Linked DNA regions of Mus musculus: all the other regions are linked to region 4. The links are chromatin contacts, called in public Hi-C and HiChIP or PLAC-seq maps. All regions are on one chromosome and are shown on one strand. Each heading gives the region's core, a stretch centred on a gene start, on an enhancer-like site or on the middle of the called end of the contact. The rest is flanking DNA. Distances are from core to core; before and after follow the strand shown. Region 1 has its middle 25 kb from the start of Acsl1. Region 2 has its middle 12 kb from the start of Gm39171. Region 3 overlaps Casp3 (caspase 3). Region 4 has its middle 50 kb from the start of Enpp6.

Evidence for each region. HiChIP or PLAC-seq counts read pairs in DNA pulled down with a chosen protein or histone mark. Hi-C and Micro-C count contacts between places; a contact is called where the count stands out from the background.
Region 1: a Hi-C map of the N1E-115 cell line shows a contact between it and region 4, with 3 times the contacts expected there. The contact joins two enhancer-like sites. A contact is called at or near these places in 2 of 484 Hi-C or Micro-C datasets (CD4 T cells and the N1E-115 cell line) and 1 of 115 datasets of contacts at active chromatin or transcription factors (pancreatic cancer cells).
Region 2: a contact with region 4 is called in an H3K27ac HiChIP or PLAC-seq map of trophoblast stem cells, with 3 times the contacts expected there. The contact joins two enhancer-like sites. A contact is called at or near these places in 2 of 115 datasets of contacts at active chromatin or transcription factors (embryonic stem cells and trophoblast stem cells).
Region 3: a contact with region 4 is called in a CTCF HiChIP or PLAC-seq map of CD8 T cells, with 10 read pairs. The contact joins two enhancer-like sites. A contact is called at or near these places in 2 of 15 datasets of contacts at CTCF or cohesin (CD8 T cells and the NIH/3T3 cell line), 3 of 484 Hi-C or Micro-C datasets (Th1 cells, bone marrow-derived macrophages and cranial neural crest) and 20 of 115 datasets of contacts at active chromatin or transcription factors (the 230-238 cell line, CD8 T cells, T-cell acute lymphoblastic leukemia and 13 more).

What each region holds. Positions count from the first base shown.
Region 1 is chr8:46,442,609-46,448,527 of GRCm38.p6, reverse strand. No RefSeq gene overlaps it. Among named protein-coding and RNA genes, the nearest start is that of Acsl1, 25 kb to the left of the region's middle. Within about 2 kb of position 2,422, at least 66 of the 459 cell types and tissues checked have an H3K27ac peak or open chromatin away from gene starts, as enhancers often do. A contact at or near this core is called in the N1E-115 cell line, where this site is marked.
Region 2 is chr8:47,332,958-47,338,633 of GRCm38.p6, reverse strand. It overlaps a transcript of Stox2 not described here. Among named protein-coding and RNA genes, the nearest start is that of Gm39171, 12 kb to the right of the region's middle. Within about 2 kb of position 4,258, at least 169 of the 459 cell types and tissues checked have an H3K27ac peak or open chromatin away from gene starts, as enhancers often do. A contact at or near this core is called in trophoblast stem cells, where this site is marked.
Region 3 is chr8:46,638,802-46,645,257 of GRCm38.p6, reverse strand. It overlaps Casp3 (caspase 3), which reads right to left. Exons shown (of 7, transcript NM_001284409.1): 7 at 5,560-6,456. Among named protein-coding and RNA genes, the nearest start is that of Casp3, 25 kb to the right of the region's middle. Within about 2 kb of position 3,792, at least 98 of the 459 cell types and tissues checked have an H3K27ac peak or open chromatin away from gene starts, as enhancers often do. A contact at or near this core is called in CD8 T cells, Th1 cells, Th17 cells and 4 more, where this site is marked.
Region 4 is chr8:46,933,618-46,939,406 of GRCm38.p6, reverse strand. It overlaps a transcript of Enpp6 not described here. Among named protein-coding and RNA genes, the nearest start is that of Enpp6, 50 kb to the left of the region's middle. Within about 2 kb of position 4,331, at least 83 of the 459 cell types and tissues checked have an H3K27ac peak or open chromatin away from gene starts, as enhancers often do. A contact at or near this core is called in CD8 T cells, the N1E-115 cell line, Th1 cells and 6 more, where this site is marked.

The DNA of each region.
Region 1 (5,919 bases), core at 1,173-3,672, 490 kb after region 4:
CATAGACAAGTGGCATGGCTCTCCCTTCCTTCACACATGCATAGTGCAAGCATTCCCCACCATGGTGGAAGATGCCCTGGAATTGGCTTCCAGCCTTGATCTAGGATAATTTATAGTCACATGATCTTACATGAACCAATGAATGTGTTTTTCTATTGCTATAATGGAATGCCACAGGCTAGGCAATTTATAAAACAAGCAAACAAACAAACAAAAAACCCCACAACATTCAAAAGTTTATTCTGCCTATGCATCTGGAGGGTGGGAGGTAGGAGAGCTGGTTCTGGTGAGGACCTTTTTGCTGGTGGGAACTTTGCAGAGAAGCACAAGGCGTCACATGTATGTCAAGAAGCTGTTCCTGTGGACTGCAGTCCAGTTTGGACATGGCAGTAGGTATGAGGGCACACAGGAGTCACAGGTTCCTAGGGCAGGAGGTCAACACCTGGCATTTCCAACAGACCTGTTCTTGAGGTAACCCACTGATGGGTCAATCTACAAACTCTCCCCTGGGATCCTCTCTTAGCATATGATGGGAGCTGAATTTCAGCCTGTGTCTTGGTGGGCACATTCAACGCATTGCACCACATCTCTGAGCCTACATCTCTTCATTTTAGAACAGTAATTGTCTTACAGTGTTGGGCAGAGTGAAATGACCTCATATAATAATGTTTTATACAATGTAAACTTCCCCTACCCCTAATGCTAGGCTTCAACCCCAGGAGCTTTAAAGTGTTAGGTAAGCACTCCATTAGTGAGCTACATCCCAGCACCACAAAGCACAATTATTAGAGACAGAATTAAATTATTAAACGACAATGGTGTGTTGCTATAAAGAGGCTCTACTGGTTATAAATCTGTTAACAATACAAAATAGAGTCACCTGCGATGAGAGAACCTCAGTGGAGGAATTACCTCCACCAGACTGACCTGTTTGTGCCACATTTCCTTGATTAATGGTTGACTGGGGTCGGTCCACAGTCCACTGTGGGCAGGATCGCCCCTGGGCAGGTGGTATTGGCTTGTTTAAGAAAGCAAGCTGAGCAAGCCCTGGAGAGCACGTCATTACACAGCACTCCTCTGTGGCTCCCGCTTAAGTTCCTGCTTTGGGTTCCTACCTCAGTTTCCCTTAATGACAGAGTATAACCTGTGAGCCAAATAAACCCCTTCTTACCTAAGTTGGTCTTGGTCATGGTGTTTATCATAACAACTAAAACCAAACTAGGACAGAGCCTCCATGACAATGACAGAGATGTGCCCATCTCCTGGCCCTTATAGTTTTATACGGTACTTGATGCTGCCAGGCATGGTGGCACACATTTAATTCCACTGCACTTGGAAGGCAGAGACAGGTAAATCTCAATGAGTTTGAGGACAGCCTAGTTTATATAGCAGGTTCTAGGTCAGTCAGGACTACATAGTGAGACCCTGTTTCAATCAATCAATCAATCATCAATCAATCCAGCAAGCTAGTTCAGTATTCTAACTCTACAGTGGTCTCAGTGACCCAGCTACTGCTTGCTGTATCCACTACACTCTTGGCAGATATTTATAAAACTTTTAAAATTCACAAAGATTGGGGGAAGATGAAGATTATTCCGGAAAGGCTTAAAATTCTTTACAAGAGGCATATTCTGCAGAATGTGCGTAAGTCCCAGCTGGTGATCAGTGTGGCCAGTCAGCAGTTTCTGCTTCTAAGATAAGGGAGCCACTGGTGACTTCTGCTCAGAGACACCCCTTGGTATTTATTCAAGGAATTACAGAAGGCTGAGAGGCGCAGCGCAGCAGAGTGGATAAGCCTGGGGGGTGGGGGGAGCAACAGGCCATGCTGCCTCTCCTCAGAGACCCAGCTCCCAGACAGACTCACTCACTCTGGACAGATTCCAGAAGATTGGCAGAGCAAAGCACCTATGGCTCTGTGGGTTATTTCTAAACGGCCCGAGGAGGTGGTTAGAACTGGCTTGATTCGACGCTGAGAAAAAAAGGGGAGGCGAGTAGATGAGCTTTCATTAGAAACTCAGAGCGGCTCTGAGGATGCAATCAGAAATTAGATGTCACACTGGTAGAAGAAACCAGGGAGATAAGGGCGGAGGCTCCCAAGAGATCAGTGAGTCACACCATTAACAACCTGCCGGTGAGGAAATACATCACCCCATCTGAGAGGACACACCCCCCAGACAGAAGCCAGCCCAGCCAGGATACACCACCCCCTTTTTGATCTTATGAAGTGTTTAATTTATTTATTTATTTTTTGACAGCACCCATGGATTGAAACGGCAGGAATTTCTCCTTCACTCCCAGCCTCAGATTTGTGGGGTTTCCCTTTTGTTCTTTACTTTTGGCAATGTGACTTTGACCACCCCACAGCAATCTGTTTGCCAGTTCAAAGGGCATGTGTCTACAGCCTGAAGGAACAAAGGAGACACTAATTGAGCAGTGACCAGGGCCCCAGGGGTTCTGAAAGGGTAATGTTACTGAGAGAGCCTTGTAAGAAGGAAGTGCCCTGGGTTATGGGTGTGGCCCAGTGGTGGAGGGCTCAACTGATATACAGGATGCCCTGGGCTGGACCCCCAGCTACTGCAAAAACCAAACAAAATAGAAGATGTATTCTTTCTATAACACAGTTGGGTGGCCTGGAGGTCACAGCGGAACATGTTTTTGCTTTTGTTTTTGCAAAACAACCAGAAGAAAGGTGGCTTTAAATATTTTCACCACCAAGAAGTAATAAATGTTTAAAGAGAGAACTGTCGAACCTATTTGATCTTTATATAAAATATACATGCACTGAAAGATCATGTGGTACCTAAGTATGTGCAAATATTGTCAATTAAAAATGCAAAAATATTCTCAGTGTATGTTCTCAGGTGCAATCTACTTGGGAGGTAGAGGCAAGAGGATCGCCATGAGTCTAAGACCTGTAATGAGAGGCTGAAACACAAAACAAAACCTTTCTTCCTTCCTTCCTTCCTTCCTTCCTTCCTTCCTTCCTTCCTTCCTTCCTTCCTTCCTTCCTTCCTTCCTTCCTTTTTTCTTTCAAGATTCCATCAACCCATCCAGACCCACTCACTCAGAATGTACCAGAGTGGAATCCAGAGTCTGTGTTCCTTCCTTTCCAGTCTTCTCTGACTCTTTTGCAGACAACAGTAAGGAGCAACTAGATAACCCAAGAGCTGTCTTGTGACTCAGTGATCCTACCACGGGAAATCTTTCTCAGTCACTGCAATTTGGAAAGTTACAGCTCTTTCTTTGTCTTCCTTCCTTCCTTCCTTCCTTCCTTCCTTCCTTCCTTCCTTCCTTCCTTCCTTTCTTTCTTTCTTTCTTTCTTTCTTTCTTTCTTTCTTTCTTTCTTTCTTTCTTTTTGTTTTTCGAGACAGAGTTTCTCTGTGTAGCCCTGGCTGTCCTGGAACTCACTTTGTAGACCAGGCTGGCCTCGAACTCAGAAATCTGCCTGCCTCTGCCTCCCACAGGGTTTGGCTTCAAATTTACTATGTAAACCAGGCTAGTGATGAACTCATGATCTTCTTGTCTTAGCCTCCCAACAGACTATTCATAAGATAATAGATTGAGTTTATGTTCAGAAAAACAACAACGTGATCTCCACCAAAGAAGTGGACACTAAAATATTGGAGATGTCTTGGAGAAGCACCCCGGGGTGCTTCTGAGTTAGCAGAGTGGCTGAGAATGTTTGAAACCAGCTCAGCTTCGGGGCAGAGGGTAGGTCTGGTCATCCAGGAAACTTCTCTTTTGAGCATCAGTATTTTTGGTCGTTGCCAGTTGATAAATATATTGAATGTCAGCCTCGGCAGTAAGTATCACAAATGCCAAGAACAATGCTCTCTAACATTTTAGAGAAAGAAGACACCAAAACTGATTAAGACCATTATGGAGAGCATTGCAGTAATGGCATCTGAGTGAGCCCTTTAAAGGACTGATAAAATGTCAATGTAAGAGGACATTCTGGTGGAAGAAAAAAAAACACACAAGAAAAGATAGAGCTGTGTAGAATTTTTGCCGAGCGTGTTCATGAACAAGAAGTTCAGTTTGGATCGAGCAGAGAGGGGCTTAGTTGGGAAGAGGGATGGAGTGTCTGTTACCTTCCACTGTGTAACACACCAAAGTCGAAAGGCCTTTAACAACTGTTCTTTGCTTTGCTCATGGATTTACAGCTTGTTTTGGTTTCCCCTCAGTGTAGACCCACACTCAAAGTAGCTTCCTGACAGGGCTGGAAGTTGGAAGCCGCCATGACTTCTAATGTGACTTGTCTACAGTCCGTGCTTCCTCATAGAAATGTGTGTCTAGTGTTTTAAGAGACCCATGTTAGAGACATATCAGTATTTGTCACCTGAGTTTGGGAGTCATTGTGATCATGACTCTCCTTAAATTTAAAGAGAGGTGGTCTAACTCTCAGAGGTTGAATGTTGAAGCCATAACTGTAAGGTGAATTGGGAAGGGAGATTCTCCTGTGGGAACTCTTGAAAGTACACACAGCACCGGGTAGAGTGGTACATATCTGTAATGCTAGCACTTGGGAGGATGACAATATCAAAGTTAGTTTGGGCTACACATCAAACCCATCAAAACACAGGAAAGTTAAAAAAAAATCACCGATCCTCTCAAATGTAAATGAGAATAAACTGTAATGGTTCATTAAATAATAACATTTTTTTAACACACATAGTATTTGGGCCGGGGATTGTAGCTCAGTGGAGGAGAGTTTGCTAAGCATATGCAAAGGCCTGGGTTCAATCCTTAGTATTACCAAATCAATGCACAAAGGTCCTCCTAGAACTTCATTCTCTGTCGAAATGTTGCTAGACTTGACAAAGCAAATGCCAAATGCTATTCTTATTTTGCAAATTAGGAAACAAACTCAAGATGTAAAGTGAAAGGGTCCTCATGACTTTTTAAAAACATTTAATTTATATTTGCTTATTTTATATATAGGAGTATTTTGCTTTTATGTATGTCTGTAGACCACAGAGATGCTGGCTGGTGCCTTCAGAGATCAGAAGAGGGTGTTTGATCCCTGGCTCTGGACTTTTGGATGGTTCTGAGCTGCTATGTGGATGCTGGGAGCTGAACCTGGGTGTTATCTGACAGACCAGTGAGTGCTCTTAACTGCTGAGCCTTCTTTTTGCTTTTTTATTAAACAAACAAACAACACACTTTTTGTAATTTTTGAGATTATAAAATAATCAAATCAAGCCAGGCATGATGGCACTTGCTTTTTAATCCTGGCACTTGGGAAGGAGGCAGAGGCACGTGGATCTCTGTGAGTTTGAGGCCAGCCTGGTCTACAAAGGGAGAGTCTAGGACAGCTAGGGCTACATAGAGAAATCCTGTCTTGAAAAACAAAAACAAACCAAATTAAAATCACTTTCTCTCTTTTTTTTTTCTCTCCAAATATTTCCATTTGTCTGGCCTTGCACTCTTTCTAATCGTGGACTCCATTTCATTAAGTATTATTACATAGGAGTGTGTGTGTGTATGTTTGTGTGTGTGTGTGTGTGTGTGTGTGTATGGGCACTTGTGCAAATGTGTGCACATGTGTACGAGTGTACCTAAATAATGAATACAACCTGCTACATTCTGCAGCTATACTAATGTATTATCAGACAGAAAACTAATGAATGTAAAAGTATTTGAAGGGAGTAGAAGAGGAGTCTAAACTGAGAATGTGAGAGGACACTGTGTGTCCACCTGCTGCAGGAGGCTCCTGTAACCCAGCTCTGGATGCTGCAGGGCCCGGGAAATGATGCTACTCCTGCAGCACAAAGTACACAAGCATCTCAATGTTGGTCTCTAAGTCTGTTTTCCCACTAGGAGAACACATGTGTCTTAGAGAACTAGACAACGCTGAGATAGCAGAAAGGGGGAAGTACAAGAAGGCCTTTGAACTTCTAGGTGATAGTGTTGGTTAAG
Region 2 (5,676 bases), core at 3,009-5,508, 400 kb before region 4:
CTGTATATTTTCCGCATGTTATCACCTCCTTACCTGATAAAAATAGTTATGAGCTGACAGTATTCACCATGTTCCGGGAATTGTTCTATACCCCAGGCATATGAAAATTCAGCTAATTTCCTTAGTAACCCATCCAAGAAGGTCCTGTTATTAGTATCACTTTAGTATCAGTAGGAAAAAATATATAAATATAACTATGAACACACAGGCACATACACACACAATCAAAATATTTGCCAAGACAAAACAAAACAACAAAACATGCTTCCCACCAGAAGTATCTTAGATATCAGATTTGGAAATATGTCTATATACAAATGAGGTGACTTAGAAACGGGACCCAAATGCAAACCCATGTTTTATATGTATTATACGGTGTGCTTTTGTTCCATTGTCTTCCAAAAGCACCTGTGTTTGGTCACGTGCAGTCAGGCCTGGAATTTTCTACTTGCTGCTTATACATTCAAAGCTTTTGGACTTTAGAGAAGTTTGCATTTCAGGTTTTCAGATTGCAGATATCCAAACTGTAATAGCAACAGGAATGATACACCTGGTATGAAAACCTAGGCAGCCTGGCCTTGAAGACTGGCTAAGTAGGCTGTGCACACAGATACTTTGTATCTTTACATTGGGCGCCATCTTTACTACACTCATTCTTCCCAAATCCTGACCACTGAGAAGTGGCAAGGTATGCATGGACTTGCACAAGTTACTTATATTTTCTGTCTCTTCCTTGTGTATAAAATGACTTCAGCTTTAAAGTTCTTGAGAGAGGGGGGAGGGAGGGGGAGTTGAGGAAAAGAGGAAGGGAAAGAGAGGGAAAGGAGAGAGCGGGAGAGAGGGAGACAGAGAGTCTTGGTGGTCTGTGGGGAAGATGAGGAATCCAGGCTTAAAGAAAGGTCATGCAGGGCTGGAGAGCTCAGTGGTTAAGAGCACTGACTGCTTTTTCAGAGGTCCTGAGTTCAATTCCCAGCAACCACATGGTGGCTCACAACCATATGTAATGGGATCCAATGCCTTCTTCTGGTGTGTCTGAAGACAGATACACACACACACACACACACACACACACACACACACACGAAAAATTTAAATATACCCTTCAAACAAAATTCTTACGGGCACGTGGACCTTGCCACCAGATGGGCATGGGATGTTCAAATCCCTGGAATCTCAGAGATTTGAGATGGTGTGTGTCTTAGTGAGGGTTTTACTGCTGTGAATAGGCACCGTGATCAAGGTAACTCTTCTAAGGACAACATTTAATTGGGGCTGCCTTACAGGTTCAGAGGTTCAGTGCATTATCATCAAGGCAGGAGCATGGCAGCATCCAGGCAGGCATGGTGCAGAAGGAGCTGAGAGTTCTACATCTTCATCTGAAGGCTGCTAGCAGAATACTGACTTCCAGGCAGCTAGGATGAGGGTCTTAAAGCTCACAGCCACAGTGACACACCTACTCTAACAGGGCCACACCTTCTAATAGTGCCACTCCCTGGACCAAGCATATACAAACCACCGCATCGGGAGTAGGGCTGCTCCCTCCCTGCCTCTGTTCGTGTTCTGGAGCACACAACCACGACCCTCAACGAAGGTGACCACTGAAGGTGACCACTGGCAGTGAGTCCTGTAGCACAGCACCTGGAAAGGCTCTTCATGATCATGAGGTATCTCAACAGCCTTAGCTTTCAGCCAATGACCTTCCTTCCCTGGATATTCTCACTCTCTTCTCCAAAACTATATAATGCCTAGTTCACCCCAATATAGTGTATGCGTCCAAATCTGCCCCAATAAAGAAATACAAGTAAGATTGTTTCAGAGAGAGGATTCATTAAAGATCGCCACCGGGAAGGCCTTCTACATGAGCCATAACACCAAGACTCCTGAAGAAGGCCTTGTCTCCTCTCCCTCTGACACTCAGCGCTAGCTCCCAGCCAGACCTGGATCCTGATCATTCTGGCCTGGTGTACATTCGTGCTTTGACGCCTCCTCGAGGAAGATGTAAACCCTCCCATCCCGAACCCCTCCCCTCCGATCCCGAACCCCTCCCTTCCCATCTTGAGCCCCTCCCCTCCCTGTCTTAGACTCTGCCCTGTCCCCGAAGCTGGTTTACAGACACCACCAGAGGAGAGCAGAACACAGGACCACAGAATATAGCTCGGAGAGATCACCACCGTGGCAATCTCCATCTTCTGGCATGCCATTTTCTTTCCCAGATTCTAAATCCCTGCCATTTGGAATTTGCCATTGTTTCCTGTTAGCGATACCGGAGCCGTCACCCCAGAAGGAACAAAGGTTAAAAGAAGTTTGCATTTTAAAAATGGGGGCTGAGGACAGAGTTCTATCGGTAAAGTGCCTGCCACGCAAGCATAGGGACCTATTTGAGCTCTAGCTGAAGTAAAAGCTGGGAGTGGAGGACTTGGAGTACTAAGAGGCGGGCAGAGACAAGCTAATTCCTGGCGCTCAATTGGCCAACTAGCCTAGCCAATCAGTGAGCTCCAGGTTCCATGAGTGACCCTGCCTAAAAGAAGGTCAGGTGGAGGGGCTGAGAGATGACTCAGCAGTTAAACACACTTGTTGCTCTTGCAGAAGACCAGAGGTTTTCAGCATTTTCTGACCTTTGAGGGTACTTGCATTCATGTACACACACACACACACACACACACACACACACACACACACACACACACACAGTTTGTATTATTACTTTTGTTGTGAAATCCAAAATTGAATGCAGCCCAACACCTTGACTGCACCTCAGGCTTAAGCAGTATTCACTGTGCTTTATGACAATATTGTTATAATTCTGACTTACAAAACACGTGTGTGTGCATGTGTTTCATGCACCCTAGTGCTTGAGGATGCCAGAGGTCTGAGTTGCTGTAGTTTGTACGCCGTCTGCTGTGGGTCTTGAGAACTGAGTTCCAGTTCTCTGGAAGAGCAGCGAGTGCTCCTAACCTCCAAGCCATCTCTCAAGCCTGGCACTGGTTCTTAGGGCTGAATAATTCTATTCCTCTTCCAACTGAATATTTTTAATATAAATCTTTTTTTTTTGATCTGTTAATGCAACACAGAATTCCACAGAAAAGATATGGAGTCTAATATGCTATTTTCCTGGGAAAAAAGCATGCATCGGGCTGGCGAGATGGCTCAGTGGTTAAGAGCACCGACTGCTCTTCTGAAGGTCCCGAGTTCAAATCCCAGCAACCACACGGTGGCTCACAACCATCTGTAGCGGAATCTGATGCCTTCTTCTGGAGTGTCTGAAGACAGCTACAGTGTACTTACATATACTAAATAAATAAATAAATAAATAAATATTTTTAAAAATGCATGAATTATGGCATTTTGTGTATCTCGAGATCTCCTTTGTATCCCTATTGCTAAGTTTAAACTAGCATTTCTTTAATAGTTGTTTAAAGTCTAGAACTAGAGTAAAATTTAGACATATGGGAAGCCTTTCATCACCCTGGCCTTCTGCTTGTCACCAGTAGCACTTCTGACACTTTGTTTCCTGCCTGAGCAGCTGGACTGGCAATTTTGTTGTGCTGATGGGAAACAGAGAGCAGTTTAAGTTAATTTTTTTACTTGAGCAAGAAGTAGGTCCTAGGCACAGGCTATAATCTTATTACTCTGTGAGGACTGAAAGTTCTGGGTCAGCCTGGGCTACAGAGAGAATTCTAGACAAGCATACAGCATGGCGAGACACTGATTCAATAAACAAACAAAGAAACAAACAGGAAAGAAAAAGAAAAACAAAGAAGCCTACCACCAAAATTAAAAATAAAAAAGAAGAGGAGGTGGAGGGGGAAGGGGAGGGGGAGAAGAGGGAAGAGGAAGAGGAAAGTTTGTAGAACCTAAACCTTTGCAGATGGTTCTGAGTACTCCACGCCAGGCAATCTACTGATTTTTGCTGTCTCCCCAGGCTCAGGCTATTTCTGTAGCTTTAAGGAAGAGATACGTATTGATTGTACAGCTATTTGCTTCCAGTCCTGCAGGATCTAGCCTGTCTTTAGTACACATGACAGAACCAATCAAGCACGGAGCGCTATCTTAAGATACAGTTTGTCACCCAGAGGGAAGAAAATCGGCAATAAAGACATGCAAATCCCTCCACTGTGATGCTGTCAGGCATTGTCAGAGGGGCTGGAAAGCTACCGAGGAGCCCACTTCTGTGTCAGCACCGAACAGGTTATAGTTATAGCAAGAGAGAGGAAGTGACATAGAGAAGCAACCTGATTGGCCACAGTCAGCATTCACCTTATATGGGCATGGCCTGATCGGCAGCAGCCAGGACTGGGAAAAGCCTGATGGCTGTGATTGGCTGAAACCTAGTTGCTTGGTTACAGAGGTACAATCTTAGGTTAGGCATTGTACTTCATTGGGAGGCTGCTTTGGGACAAGGTGTGTTACGCAAGTACAGTTATAGGTACCGGCTGTACTTATTTGTTTAATCATAATAAATCAACCTTTTAATGTTGCTGATTCGATTCGAACCAACTCTGCACTTAAGAGTATGTAAAATACTAGGTGGTTAGAAGAGAGACAGTGGAAACAGTGACTCCGAGCTTGTAAGTTAACATGACCAGAAGTAGTTTGTCTTTATACTCTGGTACACATTAGAGCGAAGAAAAAGGCCCCTCTTTTGTTTATATTTTTAATCCTCTTGGTCAGGCTCTATTTCACCTGTTAAAGAATTGGTGGCTAGGCTTTTGTTGACTGTTTCCTGTCTAGGACAGAGGAAAAGCAGCCCAATAGGTTTCAGAGTAGATGAGAGCAGATGCGTGTTTGCTACCCATATCCATTGTATACAACGCCTGATATGCATGGGGGGGGGGGTTCCTTCTCAAAAGTCTCCATTTCCATTTGCTGACAGAAGTCTAGGAATTTCACTACAGCTATAACCGTGACACTTCCAGACGCCTTCTTGAGACTATTTGACTGCAGGGTTAAATAGTGATCTTTAAAATATGAAAACAAACTCAGTCTGTTATGTATAACATGTATGAAATTGGATAAACAAATATAATAAACAATAATAAAAATGTTGCAAGGAGGGAGGTAGAAAGGTCACACAGATAAATCTGGGAGGCTGGAACACAAGGCCACAGCAGAGAAGGGCCAGGTAAGCCGTCTCCTGGCCTGGGATGCCCTGGGAGGTTGTGTCAGATGAGCCTTCAGTGGACGTTTAGTCTCTTGTTCTTGGTCACTTTGTTATCAAAAGCAAATAAAAAATGTCACAGTCTTTCAGGACAGCCTTATTCCCCTGGTGCTTTATTGTAGGACATGGGACAGAGATGGTGACTCTGTCCTTTTATAACCTGCTGAGGAAGTGTTCCTTTTAGAGCCTTGACATCTGTTTCCCATGCCAGCCTGTCCTGTAATTAATGCTTGCCCCACATAGTCACTCTTTGTTGGTATCCATTGGAACAGTTTGTTGGCTCTGCCCTGGGCTTACCAGATAGAAAGGCGGGTGGCTTCTCTTTGGATGGTACATGGCTTATCTCCCACAGTGAGTTAAGGGGGAGGGGGCAGGAAGTGGGCAAGACTGCCAGCCTTCTCAGAGCACAGAGGATCAGAGCAGATCTAGAGCAGGGAGCTAGGCACAGACAAAAGAGCCTTGAATCCAGAGGGACAGACTTTGCTTAGTGTTTTTATTGCTGTGAAGAGACATCATGA
Region 3 (6,456 bases), core at 2,543-5,042, 290 kb after region 4:
CCTATTTCATTGGATGGAATTAGGGTTTAGGTCAGAAAAGTGGTGGCCCTGCTGGGGGATTCCAGACCTGGTATTACCCAAACCACATGAAATGCAAGGAAAAGGGAGGAGAGCTGAAGACATTTTGTGTGTGAGTCAAAAAGAACTCTGACTGTGTTCTGTAAAAAATGGGGGGTTCTTAGTAATGGTTTTTCTGTTAGTTTCACATGCTGAAAATATCTTGCCGGACAAACAGTAGAGACTGAGAGATACATGCATGGATGGATGGGTGGATGGATGGATGGATGGATGGATGGATGGATGGATGGATGAACAGACAAACAATGTGATGGTTAGTTGTAATTATCAACTTGGCAAGATCTGGAATTACCTGGGAAGTCTCAGTGTCTGGATTGGTCTGGCATGTGGGCAGGAATATAGAGGATTTTCTTGATTGGAATTGTTAAGGTGGGGAAATCTAACCTAAATGTGAGTAGCACTGTTTCATGAGCTGGGTCCTAGGTTGAATGAAAAGGAGAGAGGGAACTGAGTATACATTCATGGTTCTCTGTTTCTGACTGTAGACAAAATGTGATCAGCTATCTCCCTAAGTTCTCCTCACAGTGACTTCTCTGCCATGGTGAAGTGTAGCCTTCAACTGTGAACTAAGATAAACCTCATCCCCTTAAAAGACTTTTTATTCAGAGTAGTCTTATCATAGTGATTAAAAAAACTAAGATAGATAGATTGAAAGACAATAGATAGTAGATAAATGATGGGTGGATAGATAGATAATAGTATATAATAGATAGATAGATAGATAGATAGATAGATAGATAGATCGATAGAAAGATAGATAGAAAGATAGATGGTTGAAAGATAGGTAAAGAATAGATAATAGATAGATAGATAGATAGATAGATAGATAGATCGTTGAAAGTGAAAGATAGGTAAAGAATAGATGATAGATAGATAGATAGATAGATAGATAGATAGATAGATAGGTAGGTAGGTAGATAGATAAATGGCATCATAAAATTCCTTAGAATTTATTTACTCAAGTTCTGCCTCTCTCCGAGGAAGCTCCACAGCAGATCTGGAGTAAGTGACTTGAAGGGAGATTTATTTATACCCTGGCTCAAGCACAAAGGAGAGGGGAGCTGATGGCCCCTAGATAAATGTTGACACGAATCCTCTACCAGGGCCTTGCTGAGTTTTTTAGAAGGTTATGAAGAAAACCCATGATGAGTAATCTTTAGATTTTAGCAAGATAACTTTAAGGATATGAATGAATTCACACAGCCCCAAGTTTGTAACAGTGGCCACCTTCTTTGAAAGCTGTCTTTTGCAAAGTTAGGTCTTTCCCTTTTGCCCAGATTTCTACATTCAAAAAAAAAAAAAAAAAAAAAAGCAAAACAAAAGAAACAAACAACAAAAACCAACCCATGTCTAAATGAATAAGGTGGTAAAATGCAATTCTAAATATTCTTTCCCTAGCTTCCCAGAGCCCAGACTACCTGTTGACCTTCAGACACCATGAGGAAATGCAAATGTCCTCGGTGTTTAGTTCTGTACACAAAGCATGGAAAGTAGTTCCAGCAGGCTGAGGTTCCTTATTGTGTTCTAGTTGGAGAAGAAAAAAAGCACAAAACTTAGCACTTACCTTCTCACACATGCTCTCTGCTCCTTACTGATACTGCAAAGGCTTTTGCACCCTTGCATTTTTCAAAATACAGCTTTGGGGATGATACTCTGTCCCATCGTCCAGGGTCCTAGCCTTTGAAGAAAACTGATTGCGTCCCACCAACTCTCATCTCCCAGGTATTAGGTTTTTATAGGTGGGTGGACCTGGGCATGGTGACAGGTTTAGTCCATATTTTGTGCGTGTATGTGTATGTGTGCGTGTGTGCGCCTATGTGTGTCTGTGTGTATGTATGTATGTGTGCTCATTAGATAAAACAAAATCCTCTTTGGGGTCAACTATTTCAGTTTTTCTATTCTGTTCTTTGTTTGATGATGTAAGAAGGGACCAGCTGGGATGGAAAGAGGACATGGATTAAGCAGGTCACAATTTTGCATTATACATTATTTCCGCTTTTCCTCTTTTCTTTCTTCTTTGTTTGTCTTTTAAAGGTCTCTCTATGTAGCCCAAGATGACCTTGGTCTTACAAGCCTCCTGCCTTAGCGTCTTTATTAGAAGTGTGCCTCACTAGTCCTGGCTTCATATTAAATGTCTTATGTATAAAGAAACAATATTAGAAAACATTTTTTGGCTATATACTGAAGTGGATCAATTTTGATAAAATGGCAGAAAATAAAATTGGAAAATGGAGTAATTCTGTATATGAAAAGACTTAAATATTTAAATTATTTCATTTTTAAAGCAGATGGTGCTGGACCACTGTGATATGCTCACCTCAGGAAATTTTCAGTAATTTTCCATTCCATGGTCTCAAGCAGGAGATGAGAGCCATAGGCATGAGGGGGAAATAAGAGGGGAGGGAGGCAGGGTAAGATGGCGCAGAAATACAGCACCATTCCAGTGTACACACAGTGTTCAGCATCACACCAGTAACCAGGCGGCTCATCCTCACAGATGATAAACTCTGAACACAACCTACTCTGCAAATCCTGTCCTCGGTCCTGTCCTTTGGATCTGCGACAGAGCATGGTTAATCTTCATTGTCAACTTGGCTGGATCTAGAATCACCTAAAAGTATCTCTGTATGTGGGAGGCGCTTCCAGAAAGGATTTAGTGAGGAGAGACCCTTCAATGTGAGTGGCATCATCCCATAACCTGGGGGCCCAGATTGAATAAAACATGCAGTGTATAGACAATGCATGGGACCTATCTGTACAATGTATGGAACCTACCTGTACAATGTATGGAACCTATTTATACAATGTATGGCATGTCCTGGTCTCCCTTTATCTTATCACAAGACCCACCAGGTACAAGGTAATGCTAAAATGTCTCCAGGGGCAAACTGGCCATCATTGCTCTATTATCTTAAATGGAAAAACTCCCTGAAGCCAGAAGAGGAGAATGCCAACCTCATGATTAACACTCTAGATCCCACCAAGAACCACCTCATGATTAACACTCTAGATCCCACCAAGAACCCAAGAAAACAGCTGCTCTTTCCCGTCACCAGGCGGCCTGTGTATCCTGAAACGCCTTGTACCATTTTCAACTCTTCTTCCCAAGTAAATCTATAATCACAAGTTCCCTCAAGTCCAGTATGAGAAACATGATCTCCCAGCCCCCTACTTCCTGCATACAGAAGTCTTAAACTGCTTAGATTCTCCAGAGAGATAGGAGTGACTTCTGATGTTAATAGCAAGTCCCTTTAGCTCACACCTAAGTTTATGCTAACGGTAGGCAGAGCCATAGATCATCTCAGTGAAGGCTGCTGGGACTGGCCCATCCTAGCTCTGACTTCTGGGGAAGTAGAGTTGCTGGGGCCTGAGTTCTAGAAGTCCTGATGAGCTTCAGTTTCCAAGTGGTTGAACAGTTCAGAGTAGGGGTGGGGGTGGGGGTTGAGGGGGGACACTCCAAGAAAACAAGGAGAATCTGTGTCCCTCCCCACCACACCTAGCCCTGCATTTCCACATTCTTCAATCGTATTAGTTAACAAACTGAGTCCTATAACTAAAGAATTCTCCTGAGTTCTGGGAGGGAGTCTAACAGATAATTGACACCAGGAAGGAAGTGGGTATCACAGATTGAATGGAAGGAAAATACCCTATCTACCTACCTTAGTCATGTGCCTTCTTTTCCAAAGTCAACACTTATTTCTTCACTGTAAACTCTGCTTCACTTCTGACTCAGACAAGCCATTTCCGACCACAGACTCTCACAGTTGGGTCTATTGTTCCACAGCTCCCACCGAGGATCAGAAGTCGAGGAGTTAGTTAAGAGGTAACCACGGAACACTACACCTGTTTCTTGGTAGCTGATTCTCCTGGTGTTTGAAATGATCTTTAGAGGTTTACTCCATCTTTTAAGCTGCATTTGGGTTCGTCCCCGCAAAGCAGAAACTAAGTACAAGGGAACCGAACCAAATTGCCACAAATATATTATAACAAAGGGTAGACCACCTTGGGAAATCTCAATTTGTTTATAATATCATTTTCTTAGTGAGTTTGCTTCTCTTTTTAAAGAGGATCATGGGAAGGACTAGCCAAGAAGAGATCTGGTTCACTATGGTTTGGAAGGGAACAAATGGTCACCTTACCCCTCTGAATATGCCATCCATCTCATGAATATTCATGCAACATGTTTTTGTTTGTTTTTTGTTTTGTTTTGTTTTCTGAGACAGGGTTTCTCTGTACAGCCCTGGCTGTCCTGGAACTCACTCTGTAGACCAGGCTGGCCTCAAACTCAGAAATCCACCTGCCTCTGCCTCCCGAGTGCTGGGATTAACCACAGCACATGCTTGGCATGGTGATGCATGCCTATACCTCCAGCACTTGGGCGATACTGTCCAGTCTGGTAGGTGATATCATAATTTATATTCCTCTTATTATGATGGGAGATTGGGTTATCTGAACATAAGGGGTATATGCTCTCTTTGTTTACACTTGCTCTATTCACATACATGGCCCAGTTGATGGTTTTTATCTTGTGTATGTGTAGGCCAGGTGATAATGGGACTGGTATCATTTCTCCATAGCTGAGCACATCAGCCATGCGTTTGCCATGGAGACTAGGCTGGTTGACCAGTGAGCCTCAGGAACTCACTTATCTCCATCACTGCTGGAATTATAAGCGAGCATCACAATTCGGGTTTTTTTTCCTTTTAACATGGATTCTGGGGATCAAGTTCTAGTTCAGGTTCTTGTGCTGGCAAGGAAACTGCTTTACCCAGCTAACTACTCCCAGACCCATAGCTCCAGTTGTTTTCTTTGTACTATCTCAGACCTCTTTATATAGATAGTATGGAAATTACAATGGGCTAGCCTTTTCTCCACACATTAAAGAGCTAGTCTTTAAAGGTTTAATTTCATGTATATAGGTATTTAGCCCACGTGTATGCCTCTGCACCATGTGCATAAAATTCCCAAGGAGGCAAAAAGAGGCAGTTGGGTCCCCTGGAGCTAGTTACAAAAAATTGTGAGCTGCCATGTGGGTGCTTGGGTTCAAATCCAGTTCTTCTGAAGAACAGCCGACGCTCTTAACTGCTGAGTCATTTCTCCACCACCCTATCCCCTGTTAGAAAGCAGCTAGACAAAAACATTCGTGACACGCTCCTCCTTGTGTACAGGAGTTCCTTGATCCACTTTTGACCTTCACTTTAGAGAAGCTGTGGTTATTATGTAAACTTTGGAGGAGCTGAGTCCCCACCCCTTCCTGTATTCTTTGAGTATATTCTACCTATTTCTTTGGGTTTAAATCCTATCATATCAGAGGTTCTTCCACTTGCCAACACCTTAACATATTAGATTAAGGCCTTGTTGCATCCTCTGACTCTCTCAAATTAGACTGTGGGTTAAAATTATTTTAACTTTCACTTAGTTATTACAACAGCAAAAGTATTGACGACGACAACAACAACAACAACAACAACAAACCCTCAAATACACTGATAATTTTAAATCTGAATTTATGTTTTGAAATAAAATTGCAAGGTAACAAACTTTTATAAAATTGTCACATGGGAACACACTTTAAAATACCATCACATGCTGCATTCACTTAGAAAGCGTTAACAACAAAGCCAGTCTAAACAAGAATCTATCCGTTACAATGTGAGTTCCTTCCTTTCTTTGTGCAACAAGGAAGCTTAGGAGAAATGCTGCGAGAGCCAGCAGTGACTCAGCACCCCCATAAGGAGGCCAGGAGCAGAGCACAGTCTCCCTGAGGATGGACTGCAGCCCGCAGCTTCTCCACATGGGCTGCAGGGCTATTGCTGGATGCTTTCCAAGTCCTGTGTGCCCTGGCCCTTTCGTTTCTAGCACAGTATAAATATCACCATTATTTTTCCTTTCTTTGTAAACGTCAACAGAAAAGTCAGCATGCTACAGACTCTGGACATGGAGTCCAGTGAACTTTCTTCAGACTCTCAGCCCTCTGGGAAAGCCTTTTTGCAGAAGTTTGTGATCTGGTTCACTTTCCCACGTGGTAACTTGGACATCATCCACACAAACCAGAACTCACAAGGGGGGTGGGGTGAGGGGTGGGGAGTCCAGCTGGCAGGCCTTTTCTGAAGATGTGCCCATGGCTCTGCCAAGTCTCTGCTCTGGCTCAAACCACATTCTCTCCAACTACAGTAGATTTCATCTCTCCTTTTCTTAAGCTCTGTTTGACAACTGGTATTATAGTATATTCCTATAGAATTCCTGTACTTCATTCTAATAATCAACCATTTGAGGCTGTTACATAACAGCTCTTGAGATATTTTGCTGGTCTGTAAGACCGAGCTGATTTGTATAAGGATAAGTAAGAAACAAATGCTGATGGATTTTAGCACCTTG
Region 4 (5,789 bases), core at 3,082-5,581:
ATTCTCTTCTGGCCAAGCTAAGATTAAGCACTAGGAGCCCTCAAAGCCATCCCCACAGTGACCCATTTCCTCCAACAAGGACACACCTATTGTAACAAGGACACATCTCCTAACAGTGTACTCCCTGTGGGCCAAGCATTCAAACACATGAGTCTGTAGGGGGCAAACTTACTCAAACCACTACAGTAAAGAGAGAAGAGTGCATGTGAGTTCTGCCCCCTGTGGCTTTTGGTTGCTATGTTACTGCATCCGCATCCAAGAGAAACCCTCCTGTGTTCTCCTGTGTGGATTCCTGTGTTCTTGACATCACAGTACCATCAGGATCCCAGATAATGGTCCATAAAGCTGAGAAGGAGAATTATCAGGGTTATGGATGTTGGCCACCGAGGATCCCCGACAGCACCTGACTCTTTTCTGGTGCTCTTCATTTCTCTTTGCAGGGGTGAATGTTTGCATCTTAGCACTGAGCTAAAGGAAGGGGAATTAGCCTTATGAAGAATTAGGTTTATATGTATTCCATATGGGTCTCATGTTGGACCAGACTTAAAATCTGATCTTGCACCAACTTCATGATGTGCTGTGCTTCGTCAAGCCCATGCCACGCATCGTTGGGCCTCTCCCAAATGGAGGACACCTCGAAGTCAGAAGCCTCTTAATAGCTAATTCTGATGTTCATGGTGCCCAAGGAACAATCGTGCCACCATTGTCATGGCTCCCAAATGCTAAACTATAAAGATCTCAGCAGCACTGCTGGAGGCTCTGAGAGCTGTATCAAAGCCCTCTTTAGAGCCATGAGAACATGCTGTTGTGAGAAGGTGGGGGTTGGGGTGGGCTGAGCAGATGTGCTCTGCAACATTTCCAAAGCAGGGAGCAGAGCTGAATGGTTTGATGTATTTGTAAAGTCTACCACAGAACTAGACCCAGTGGGCTTTGTTTCTCAATGAGTTGCTTTAAGAAAGTCCATCACCATTTTTTTTTACAACGAAAACCAAAGAGGGCAGTGTCCTCACGTGACCTGAAAGCCATTTATCTAACCAAGCTGATGCTCACCTGATTTGCATGTCTGGATGGGGACTTTCATCTTGTGGACGTTGAATCTCACCTTAGAGATTTTTCTCCATCAATTGCAATTGTTTGTGTTCAACAGAAAAGGTAACTCTACATGTGGGACGCATTGCCCTGCAGGACACTAGCCAGTTTCCTCACTAACCTAGGGGTCTTGTCCCAGGATAGTTTTTAATGCCCTATATCCCCTGTTCCTCCTCGTTGTCCTCTGCACCAGCTTTACCTTCCTACTGGTGGCTCACTACCCTTGACATGTGATCCATCCGTTGCCAACATGCTGAAAGGCATATAGGTACATCAAGAACCAAGCCCACATGTTTTCAAGGGGTGCTGCTCTGAAAGTGAGGGATTTTCACCAGTGTTCCCTTTGTCAATGTATTTTACTGGACAATTATATAATTAAAAATATAAATCCAAAAGAAATCAATAAATCTAAAAGAAAAATTCTAAGTGGTTAGCAAGCATTGTACTATAATTTAGTTGGGCAGTACTCAAGCAAATCTAACCAAAGCAGAAAAATAGTTAAAACAATCTTTATGGGAACCAAAAAGGAGGAGGGGGGAAGAGGAGGAGGAGGAGGAGGAGGAGGAGGAGGAGGAGGAAGAGAAGAAGAAGAAGAAGAAAAGAAGAAGAAGCAGCAGCAGCAGCAGCATTGGTAGAAACTCAAAAATAAAAACTGAACACCTCAAGAGCAGTGAGGTCTGGACTACCAGGCCAGTTCATTTGGAGGGCACAGACTTATAAGAACAATGGATACTAAAGTCTTATGTGTATTGCTGGCAAAAACTATAAGCAAGGATCAGTAAGAAATTTAGCAGCCTTCAGTTGGATTGAGTAATAGTTTCTTTATAAGGTAACCAACCTTTTTAAAAAAAATTCCAGTAGTAATTTTTTAATTCTAATAGTAATAGTATTACTATTTCTGTGTAATGTTTCACAGCAATAGATATCTGTTTAATGTTAAATATACTATTAGAGATAACTTATTCCATTGAAGACCCTAATCATGAAATTAATGATTTTAGTCTCAAATGATTTTTAATTATTTACATTTAAATAATGTTAAGCTGGAAACAAAATATGCTTATCTTACATAGCTTTATATAAAGTTAATAAATGTTTGGCAAGTGTTTTATTCTGATATGCTTAAAAGGAAATCTGAGTATGAGAAATTTCCAAATGAAACATCAATATTTGAGACTATCTCATAATTATCTTAATAAGACTCTTTAAATATTTAAGTATATTCTCACATCTTTAATTTCTTTTCTAAATAGTTAAGTTTTGATTAATGGACTTCCCAAATAGTAAAAATGATTGAGAATGTTCTTTATAAAAAAAAATAATAGTGTTTGGAAACTGAACACCAGGCCTGAAGGATCTGAGCCTGGTGGTTTGGTCCAGTATCCCTGCTACTTAGGAAACTGAGACAGAAGGATGGAGAGTTCAAATCCAGCCTGGAAAACTTAATAAGATCCAGCTCAGGAAGTCAAATAGTGGCCAGAGTGTTGGCTCAGTTGTTAAGAACACTGGCTGCTCTTCCAGAGGATCCAGGTTCAATTCTCAGCACCCACAGGGAAGTTCACAAACGTGTAACTCCAGTTTCAGGGGATCCAGCACCTTCTTCTGCCTCTCAGACACACATGTGATGCACGGGCAAAACACTCACATACATAAAATAAAACAAAAATAATGATGAAAAATTAACCAGTCAAAAGAGGGTCTGTGGTAGAGTGTTTGGTATGCAGGGGGCTTGGGTTCAACTCGCAGCATAGAAAAGAAAAACAAAGAAAGAAATCCTTCAAGAAGAACTAGCTTGTTTTTATTAAATTTTTGTAACGAACACCAAATAGGCTTTGAATAATGGTTTCTCCTGTGGAAGGACCTGCTGTGAGTCCACACTGTGCACACAGCAGGGAGCATGGCCCAGGTCACCATCCAGTGAACGTCCCTGCTCACTTAGTAATGTGGGTAGCCATCCTGTGGAGGGTCCCTTCCCGGTCTCACTTTCCTTTCAACCCTGTAGATTCCAACACTTGGTGTCAGTATTGCCCCAAAGCCAAAACAGGATCAGGCTGGAAATTAAGAAAAACCCGAAAAGCTCTGGAGTGTGTTTTCAGATTCGAAGGCAGAACAGCGAACAGGAACCCTGTGAGTGCCATCGCTAAGCTGGTGGCTGGTCCCGCAGGAGCCAGAGCTGCTAGGGAACAGATGGGGAGGGCCCTGAGCCTGTCTGGGACAGGGGTTTGGCACTCTGGCTAAACTGATTGCCCCGCAGCTATCTGGCCCTCCTGGAGCTTCTTTCTCGCCCATGCTAGTACCCGCTTGTTAGGAACTTCCTGTGGTCCATCCTTGTCGTAGTAAATGCTTGGTGCCCACGGGTATGAGGGGAACAGCACGTAAACAAACATACGCAATAGAGAAAAAATGAAGGCCAAAGGAAAGCAGGCTGGTTGACGGGTTATGGGTTCTAGAATCATCCAGACACCTGATGTCCTCTCCCAGCCACTGGGCTGTCTCTTTCTTGTATTTCTTCCCATTTGCTGCTGCTCCTCCTCCTCCTCTCCCCCCTCCCCCTCCATCTTCTTCCTCTTCCAACTCCTCTACTCTTCTCTCCCCTCCCCCCTCCTCTAAATCATACTCGAGATCCAGGTAAATTTATGTTTGCTGCTTTATTGCTTTTTTTTTTTCCTAAGCCACAACTGCTCAGAGCTTGGGATGTCTATCACTTCTCACCTAGGTCTACACCAAGCCCGGTCCCCCTCTCCCTGGTGTAGAAAGGGTCCTGTGTCACCCAAGCACCTGTGCCTGCATTGGGAGAAGGCAAATGACACCTTCGTCATTTATAAATGCTGAAACCACAGTGCCCCTTTCTTCCCTCACTCCATTCCTCTCTCTCTCTCTCTCTCTCTCTCTCTCTCTCTCTCTCTCTCTCTCTCTCTCTCTCTCGTTCCCACGATGTTAAATCCATCCTGCCTACGGGATTTTTTTTCCCACTAATTGCACCACCTGCTTAGTTTTCTACCATTCTTCCTTGGTTTTCAAGGAATCACTTGCTTTTTTGTGTAGTCGTTCATGGGATTCAATACACGTGGCCATTTTCTTGATAGGAGCAAGAGAAAGGTGTGGACAAATCTTACCTTGGGGCTTTGCCTTGCACTGAGGAAAAGAACTGCGGCTGGGATGCAGCCTGTGGCTTATCCACCCCAGAGATCCGGGAGCAGATGTGAACTCTGCCCTCTAGTGGGGAAAGAGGGGGAAAGCCGCTACCCTGACCTCACCAAGACCAGACCACATCTACACCAATGGGAACCTCCTGAAGGATGATACACTGTGGATCCTTACGCCAATCCGCCAATCCTAATTTGGACCTGAATTTATGCCCAAAGGATCCATAGGAAGAAGTAAAGACGGGATTTTCTCTTAGGGGTGCCACCGACCCTCTGCCTCAGTGGGGAGATGCCTCATGTCCCGCTGCTGTGACAGAATGCCTGAGATAAATCAATGTAAACACCAGGTTTATGTGACCAATACTTTCAGAGATTTTTAGTCTACATTTGTGTCGGGTCTCGACTCCCCAAAAATGACAATCTGGGTTCGGCTCAGGCTTACTTGGGCCAGGTCAACACTTAGCATTCCTTAGAAATCTTGTAAAATGGGTTTCTGCTTGCCATGAAAACTGTTACCTTCTTATAAGCTCCTGCAGTCTCCGGAAATTGCATTGAGTTCCCTATTAACTTAAACAGTTCCCCAGTGGGTCAGAGCCCCATGCTCGTTCCCAGGCCGCTCCAGCTAACCCACCCTCCACCCGCTGCAACATGTCTCCTTCTAACTGGCAGGACTCTGCCGATATCCATGCTGTTTTCTCTGAATCCCAGGAGACAGCCTTGGTGGTTGAATAAACTGTTTTCCTTCACCCACAGAGCTGTCTAATTTTGGCAGTTTCACTTCGCCTTTGCTTACAAGTAGATGACACACATTGGTTCTAGGATGACGGAGGATGTGGGGGCGGAAGCAAGTGGCAGAAGTTGGAGTGGGATTCGCCTCATGGGAGCTGAGGAGCAAAGAGACAGAAGAAAACATTGACCCCCTTTAAGGACACAACAGCCTAACTTATTTTCACTAGGCTCCATCCCCTAATGATGCTACTATCTCTCAAAAGTATCAGAGGCTGATGACCAAGACAGCCATTTGGGAATATTGAATTTCCCAGCCATGAAAACAAATAGAATCAGGAAGTTGATAGTGCTTATAATGAATGCAGGGTTAGCTGAGAGAAAACTCATGACAAATATTAACATCCGTAAGCACGAGAGCCATTGACAAAATTTAAAACCCAAAGAAGGGGCCCAACAGGTAAGGTTTAAATAGCTTCCTCATAGGTGAGAGGCAAGTGGGGGGATGTTGTGGATAGTTTTAGAGATCCTCTGAGTTTTGAGAACGGAGAACAAGCCTGGAGAACAGTAGATGGCAAAAATTCCTCAGCATAGCAGCTGAGATGCGGAAGTTTGCCTCTGCCTCGTGATAAGTTGATTCTTCTTTGGCTGATGACATTTGAGTAAGTTTCAAGGTGACTTTGCTCCTCCTGGGTGACTCTGATTTTTTTAGGCAGATAATGGACTTCATAGAAACCTTCTCTAGTTGCCCCACCCCTACCTGTTCTGTTTATCCAGGGGCTCCTAAAGTCATCTGTACAAGTATCTTTTTTTTCCCTGAGCCCCAAC